Regions from separate parts of the Sus scrofa genome. Here region 2 is linked to region 1. A link is a contact called in public promoter capture Hi-C data. All regions are on one chromosome and are shown on one strand. Each heading gives the region's core, a stretch centred on a gene start, on an enhancer-like site or on the middle of the called end of the contact. The rest is flanking DNA. Distances are from core to core; before and after follow the strand shown. Region 1 holds the start of ITM2C (integral membrane protein 2C). Region 2 has its middle 5.5 kb from the start of SPATA3.

Region 1 (3,451 bases), core at 379-2,878:
CCCTCCAGGGCCCTTCGTGGAGGGAGGAAGGAGGCTTAAAGAGCCTTCCTGGCAAACTTTTAAAGCTGCAGGCCAGGCCTTCAAATATGGAGTATCCCCTCCCCATGTGGGCTTCAGAAGAAGATGGAGCTGCTCTGGTGGAGGTTGCATGGCAACCCCCCCAACCCAGGCCAGGTGGTCCCTGATGCAGCAGTGACCGCACCAGGGCAGGGGAACTTGCCCAGGCTCTTCCTGGCATTCTGCACTCAGGGATCTTTGCTCTGGCTGGGACACCCACGTCCGAGGACCCTCTCCTGTGTCCCCTGTTCCAGGGCCGGACGTCCTGCAGCCGCCGCGCCCCGCCCCCTCCCCGCAAGCTTTAGTCTGAGCCATCAACTTCGGGAGGGGCCTTGACGCTGAGGAAGACTCCTCAAAAGCCAGCCCGGGAGTGCAGGGGACGGGAGCTGGGCCCCAAGACCTCCAGGGGCGACGTACACACCTTTGCCCGGGCACTCTAAAGGCTGGCTGGACCAGCTCGCCCTCCCCTCCTTGCCGCCACGCGTCCAGCCCCCTTCGGGCCCTCCCCCGGTCAGACTCCACGCAGCTCAGACAGTTTTCCACGGCGGAAATGCCTCCTCTCCCCCAGGCCGGAGGGAAAGGGGAGGAGGGGGAGGACGATGGAGGGGGCGGGGTGCACCGAGGCCCGCCCCCACAAAGCGCGGCCGGGATGCGGGGAAGGCACCGGGGCTGCCTGCAGAGGAGCCTCCCAACCGGGTGGAAGGGGTAGCCCCGAGCTAGAGACAGCCGAGGGAGGAAAGAAGAAGAGAGCAAGAAGGCCGGCAGGGGCTGGGATGGGATCGGAGCGCCCAGTCTCCTAAGAATCTCGAATCTCGAATCCCAGACGAGCGGCCAGGCCGGTTCTGGTTTATTTCCATTTCATGTTTCATCACTTTCTGATCCACCAAATTCAGGTGAGGCTGGCAGCACATCCTTCTCCCCCACCAGTCCCCCGGAGGGACGAAATCAAGAGTCCCTCCTCCTTCGTCGGCAGCAGACGCGCCCCCCCCCCAATTCCCCACCAATCACAACCCACCGCCCTACTTTGGGGAAACAATGTCCAACCCTCCTCCCATCCCCCACCTGGGGACTCGACTCTCGGCCCCTCCTTGATTGGAACCAGATTCCTACACCCCCACCAACATTTCTCCAACTTCTTGGGACCAGCCCCCTCCCCCTATTTGAGGCCAGGCACCTGGGGCCCCCTCCACTTTTGGCAGAAACCCCGAGCACTTCCCCACCTGGGACCAGCGACTCGGAACCCCCCCACCCCCACTCTTCGGAATGACGCTTTCGGCTGCCACTTAAGAACAGGACCCAAGCCCCCTCCCCACTTTAGGATGGATGACCCATTCCGGACTCCCACCCCCGCGCCGGGGTCCCGACGCGCCTCAGGCAGTCGCCAGAATCGGCAAGACGCGCTTGGGTCCCCTGCCCCCCGCCTGAGACCCCGGGGCCCCTCTCACCCGAGCCGGCGTCAGCAGGATCTCAGCGGCCGGGGCGGGCGCCGGGGCGGAGGCCGAGGCCGAAGCCTTGTCGGCCTTGTCGCCCTTGATGCCGGCCACCGCCGGCTGGAAGCTGATCTTCACCATGGCTGCGCCCGGCCGTGCGTCCGCCCTGCAGCCTCTGCCCGTGCAGCCACCACCGGCGCAGCCTGGATCTGTAGCACCGCCGCTCCGGGCTCCGCAGGCACCGGAAGTTTGGATCCCGTTCGCGTCCTTTTCTCTAACCCCACCCCCAGCCCTCCCCGCCCCCGCCCCCAAGGGAGGGCCTTGGCACCCGCCGCGCCTGCGCCCCCTTCCCGTCCGCGGGCCTCGCAGTGACCCCTGCCCGGCGCGGGGCTCCGCCCTGGGGAAGTCTGAGGTTCCGTCTACTGCTCGCTCGCTGCCTCGCTCGCTCGCTCACTCACTCACTCACTCACTCCGTCCATCCATCCAGACGTCCATCCATCCATCCATCCATCCAACCATCCAATCAGGAATGGACTGTGCCCCCTTCGCAGCCTTATCCCTTTCAGCTGCCTCTCCAAGACCAGCATCCCCAGAACACAGTTGTGTTTGCCAGGCAAACGCATCTTCTAGACAAGTTCCCCATCGCTCCACCCACCTCATACCCTCCTCTTTGGAAATGGTGACGCCCCCACTGTACCTGCTCCCACGGCTCCCTACTCCCGCTTTCTCTTCTCATCTGTGATCTGTCTTGGGCCCTGGGAGGACACTTCAGGGCCAGGTACCTAACGGTTTGCCTTGGTTCCGCGTCTTGCATCCATCCACACCTCCTTCATTCTTTATCATCCTTTTTCCTTCATCCTTCATTCCTGCAGACCCTCCGTGAGGGCCCCTGGGGGTCCTTGCGAGAACACTGGGAGTAGAGAAATGAAGGCAGCCCCAGCTCTTTGGCTGTCTGTGTTAGCTAAGGCTCAGTTACTGAGTGAAGGGTCCTGTTGCCCATTTCTCATCCATCCAGAGGATTGTGGCCAAGTGTGCTGGGAAAATCCTCAGGGTAGGGTGTCTGGAGGCCCAGTCCTTATCTTACCAGGGATGCCTTTGGGCTGCTTGGCCACACCCTCTCCCGTGACTCCTCCCACTCCCCCTCAACCCAGTTGAGATGCCAGGATTGGCCCCAGTGAGAAGATCGCCTATAATCAATCCCTGGGACAGTTCATTTTCAAACTAAAGCCCCAGGAGTTCCCCGTCGTGGCGCAGTGGAAATGAATCCGACTAGGAAACATGAGGTTTCAGGTTCCATCCCTGGCCTCGCTCAGTGGGTTAAGGATCCTGCATTGCCGTGAGCTGTGGTGTAGGTTGCAGATGCGGCTAGGATCTGGCCTTTGCTGTGGCTCTGGTGTAAGCTGGTAGCAACAGCTCCGATTAAACCCCTAGCCTGGGAACCTCCATATGCCCCGTGTGACCCTAAAAGGACAAAAGACAAATAAAAATAAAACTAAAGCTTCAGGGAGTTCCCATCATGGCTCAGTGGAACAAATCTGACTAAGCATCCATGAGGACGTGGGTTCCATCCCTGGCCTCACTCAGTGGGTTAAGGATCCGTCAGTGTTGCCTTGAGCTGTGGTGTAGGTCACAGACACAGCTGGGCTCTGTCCTTGCTGTGGCTCTGGCGTAGGCTGGCAGCTACAGCTCCTACTAGACCCCTAGCCTGGGAACTTCCATATGCAGCGGGTGCAGCCCTAAAAAGACAAAATAAATAAATAAAACTAAAGCCCCAAATGGGAACTTCTGCCTGTGTTTACCTCTTTTTCCAAACTGAGTAGTAGAGTGCTCCTCTTGAAAGAGATTGGCTCATTACAATTTAAATCACTGGTTATTTCAGGAGTTTTTTGGTGGCACAGCAGGTTAAGAATCCAGCGTTGTCTCCTCAGTGGCCCAGGTGGCTGCTGTGGCATGGATTCAATGCC
Region 2 (3,451 bases), core at 330-2,829, 120 kb before region 1:
GCACCTGACCACCAGTGGCTGCTCTAACCCAGCGTCTTCCTTAGAGGGTTGTTGTGAGGATACGTCTGGAAAAGCCCTTAGAGCAGCGTCTGGCTCGGGGGAGGCATGCGTTTTTTATTGCAGTTGTGATCCCTTGGAGGAGAAGACTAAAGAACCAAGCAAGGAGGAGGGGATGTGGCGAGGAGGGAACGGGCTCCCAAACTGCAAACTCCCAAATCCTTACTTTAGAAAGGCTTGATTATTAGGGGCAGTGGTCAAAGGGAAGGGAGTCGGGTCGGTAGGTGGGAGGTTTCAATACAAATTAATTAGCACATTTTGGGCCCGAGAGACACCTGGGGTGAGTCTAGGTCATCTTTACCCCCAACGGTGTAAGTGGAGGAGTGAGGACAGGGGACCGTGACATAGAGCATTTGTCCACTACTTGGGACCAGCGGGGTCAGGAGACTCCCTCCGTATTTAAAGTTTCCCACCCGGGGACACGCGGGGGCAACCTGGCGTTCCCACCCCCCGCCCTCGGGCCCCTCACCATCCGTCTGAGTCGCCCGATCCACGAGGGGGACGCAACCCCGTGCCGCGACCTTGCGCGCTCCGCAGGTGGCGCGCTGGATGTCCAGGGCGCCCTCCCGGCAGCTGGGGCGGAACACGGCCGTGTGCACCTCCACCGCGGGGCTGTGCGGGGCGAAGGCGCCGCACAGCAGGGCCTCCATACGGCGCCGCGCCTCCGCCTCCTCGTCGTGCCGTGGCTGCACGATGATCCCGACGAGCGCGACGGGCGGGCGGCGGTCCCGGGCGCGCACTTGCTGCAGGAGCAGCTGCAGCCGCGGCAGCTGCGAGCGCAGCGCGGACGCGCGGCACAGCACCAGGAGCAGCCGCGCGCGGGGCCCGGCCGACGTCCGCGGCTGCCTGGGGTTCTGGCAGTCGGACCCCGAGTCCTCCGCCGACTCGGAGCCCGAGGTCCCTGCCGCAGCCGGAGCCGGAGCCGCCTCGCACTTGCAGTCCCGCGGGTCCCTGGTCTTGCTGTGCTCCTGCGTGCAGCGCTGGGACTTGGCGGCCGGGCAGTCGGCGCATCTCCACGAGCTGTCTCGGGAGCGCTTGGGCTGCCGCCTGGAGCAGTTACTGGAGCTGCTGTGGCCGCTCGTGGCTCGAGTGGACGAGGGTCGGGCCGGCCGACCGGTCATGTCCTGCTCCAGAACGTTCTGCAGGGTTACGCAGCACTCATCCTGCTTCCAGAGCTCGCTCAGCAGCACTACCTGGCCGTGGCCCTCGATGGCCTGGACAGGCGCCTCTTGCTGAGGCTCGGCCTTCCCCTCCCCCGGGGCTCCGGAGGGCTGAGCCCCAGGCTCCATGTCCGGTCCGGCTCCCTTGTCCCTCTGGGCCCAGTCCTCCGATGGCCAAGGGAAATGCTGCCCTTCCCTGGAGCATGTCACAATACCCCTGGCGCCCTACCTCTTCCTGTCGTGACCAAGGGTCTCTGCCCGCTATTCCTTGGAAATTTTCCCATTTAGGCAGGTTGCTGCTGGGCGCCTGTGTAGTGCCGGCTGTGATTAGTTTCACTATCGTTTCGTATGTCTTTGGTGTCAAAAGCACAATCCCTTTATCCCATGGGTGGGCCGTTATGCCCAAGTCTCCAAATAAAATGGGTTTTTGTGCATTCGGGACGTTTAAAAAGCAGTAGACTGCACTTGGACGATTTGAAAAGCAGTGAGCAGCAGAGAGACTGGTTCTAGGTGACGGCACCCTAGTAGGCAGGTGGTACCCTGGCTCAGCCTGGCTGCTCCCTGAGTGATCTGGGAGTCGGAGTCCTGGGCTAGTATAGACTAATGGAGCTGCAAGAGATGGTTGGGGGTCCTCCAGTTCGTTTTCTATGGCTGTGCATTTGAAAAACACAGTCTTTCCTGCCTGTATTTCTCTTTTATGTCTCACATGGAACACTTCACTGCTGACAGTTCCGGGACCAAATATATGGTGTCCCCTCCATCCCCCCCGAAATTCTGTGTCCTACAGTTTTACTCAATTCTGCACTATCTAAAGAAAGTGTCAGGTCCCACAGGTTAAGGGCAATGTCCCTCAAGACTGCCCTCTGCTTCTCCCAGGCTGATCCCAAGTGCAGGTTGTCACCTGTGCTTCTGACTGATCAGCTGTAAATAGGAGATCCCCATGATCCCCTCTTCTGATTTGATTAATTTGCTAGAGCGGTTCACAGAACTCAGGAGAACACTTTACTTACTGCTCAGCGGTTTATTACAAAGGGATATGATGCAGGATACAGGTGAACATCCCGCTGGAAGGGAGGTAGTGGGCCAGGTATGTGGGGAGGGCTGTGGAGCTTCCATGCCCTGTGCAGGTGCATCAGTCTCCCTGCCCTTGTGTTTACCAGCCTGGAAGCGCTCCACACCCCCATACCACTGGGGGTTTGGGGGAGGCCTCCTTACACAGGCAAGACCAATTATTATTTCCATTTCCAGCACCTCTGCCCTCCTTTCTGTAGAATGTTCAATTATTAACTCCATTTCCAGACCCTCTGCCCTCTCTAGAGAATGGGCGGAGGGAGCTGGAAAATCCAAGCTTCTAATCATGGCTGGTCTTTCTGGTGACAAGCTCCCATCCAGGAGCCCACCCAGAGTGGTCTCCTTAGAACCAAAGACGCTTCTATCACCCAGGAAATTCCAAGGGCTCTAGAAGCGCAGACCCAGGAACCAGGGTCAAAGACCAAATAATAGAACAAAAGATGCTCTTAGTGCTCGTATCACTTAGGAAATTACAAGGGGCTCAGCAGCTCTGTGCCGAGAACCATGGAAGATATATTAATATAATCAATATAATATACTAAAGATTTAATATTTTAATATTATTAAGTATTAACAACACCAACTATTTATTATTATTAATATTATTGATATTAATATTTAATATATATATTTAAAATATATTTCCTCTAATAACTCACCAGACACCAGAGTTCTGTTAAAGTGCCAAGAAGGATCTTCAGGAAAACAAACTAAAACAAAAAGACATGAAAGCTCCTTCCCTTCCTGGCACATGAGGTGAGCAAAAAGCCCTGGGGAGGGAGGACAGGGGTCCCCGGGGTTGTCCTGGGAGCTCCAGTGACTGGAACTCAATGGCGGGGAAATTTTTTTCTTTTGTTAATGAAAAAGAAAAAAGGACTTTACCAGGTGGTTTAAAACTATCCTGAAAAATATAAAAATCCAAGACTCTGAAAAAGCAAGCTGCTCACCAGAAAAGCCTAAGCTGGAATCCCACTGAATGCTCCTGGAGCCCCAGGCCAGCGACCCTTGAAAGACCGGGTAAAGGCAGCAGGCCCCAGCAGCTTTGCAGCAGCAGGTTGGATGGTATTGGGGGACTCCTTCTTCCTCTGTCCTGGCTTTTCAGCCTTGGCCCCAAGAGACCCAGCTCACCCTCCATCTGGGAGGTGTTGCAGAGAACTGCAATG

The links. Promoter capture Hi-C pulls out the DNA fragments that hold promoters and counts their contacts.
Region 2: a promoter capture Hi-C map of fetal liver shows a contact between it and region 1, with 2.0 times the contacts expected there. The contact joins the enhancer-like site here to the promoter of ITM2C in region 1. A contact is called at or near these places in 3 of 5 promoter capture datasets (fetal liver, fetal skeletal muscle and liver), 18 of 47 Hi-C or Micro-C datasets (adipocytes, alveolar macrophages, brain and 12 more) and 1 of 2 datasets of contacts at active chromatin or transcription factors (alveolar macrophages).

Annotation. Positions count from the first base shown.
Region 1 is chr15:131,613,064-131,616,514 of Sscrofa11.1, reverse strand. It overlaps ITM2C (integral membrane protein 2C), which reads right to left and starts at 1,628. Exons shown (of 6, transcript NM_001123131.1): 1 at 1,503-1,628. The coding sequence starts at 1,628.
Region 2 is chr15:131,736,264-131,739,714 of Sscrofa11.1, reverse strand. No RefSeq gene overlaps it. Among named protein-coding and RNA genes, the nearest start is that of SPATA3, 5.5 kb to the left of the region's middle. Within about 2 kb of position 1,579, at least 12 of the 83 cell types and tissues checked have an H3K27ac peak or open chromatin away from gene starts, as enhancers often do. A contact at or near this core is called in fetal liver, retroperitoneal adipose tissue and undifferentiated spermatogonia, where this site is marked.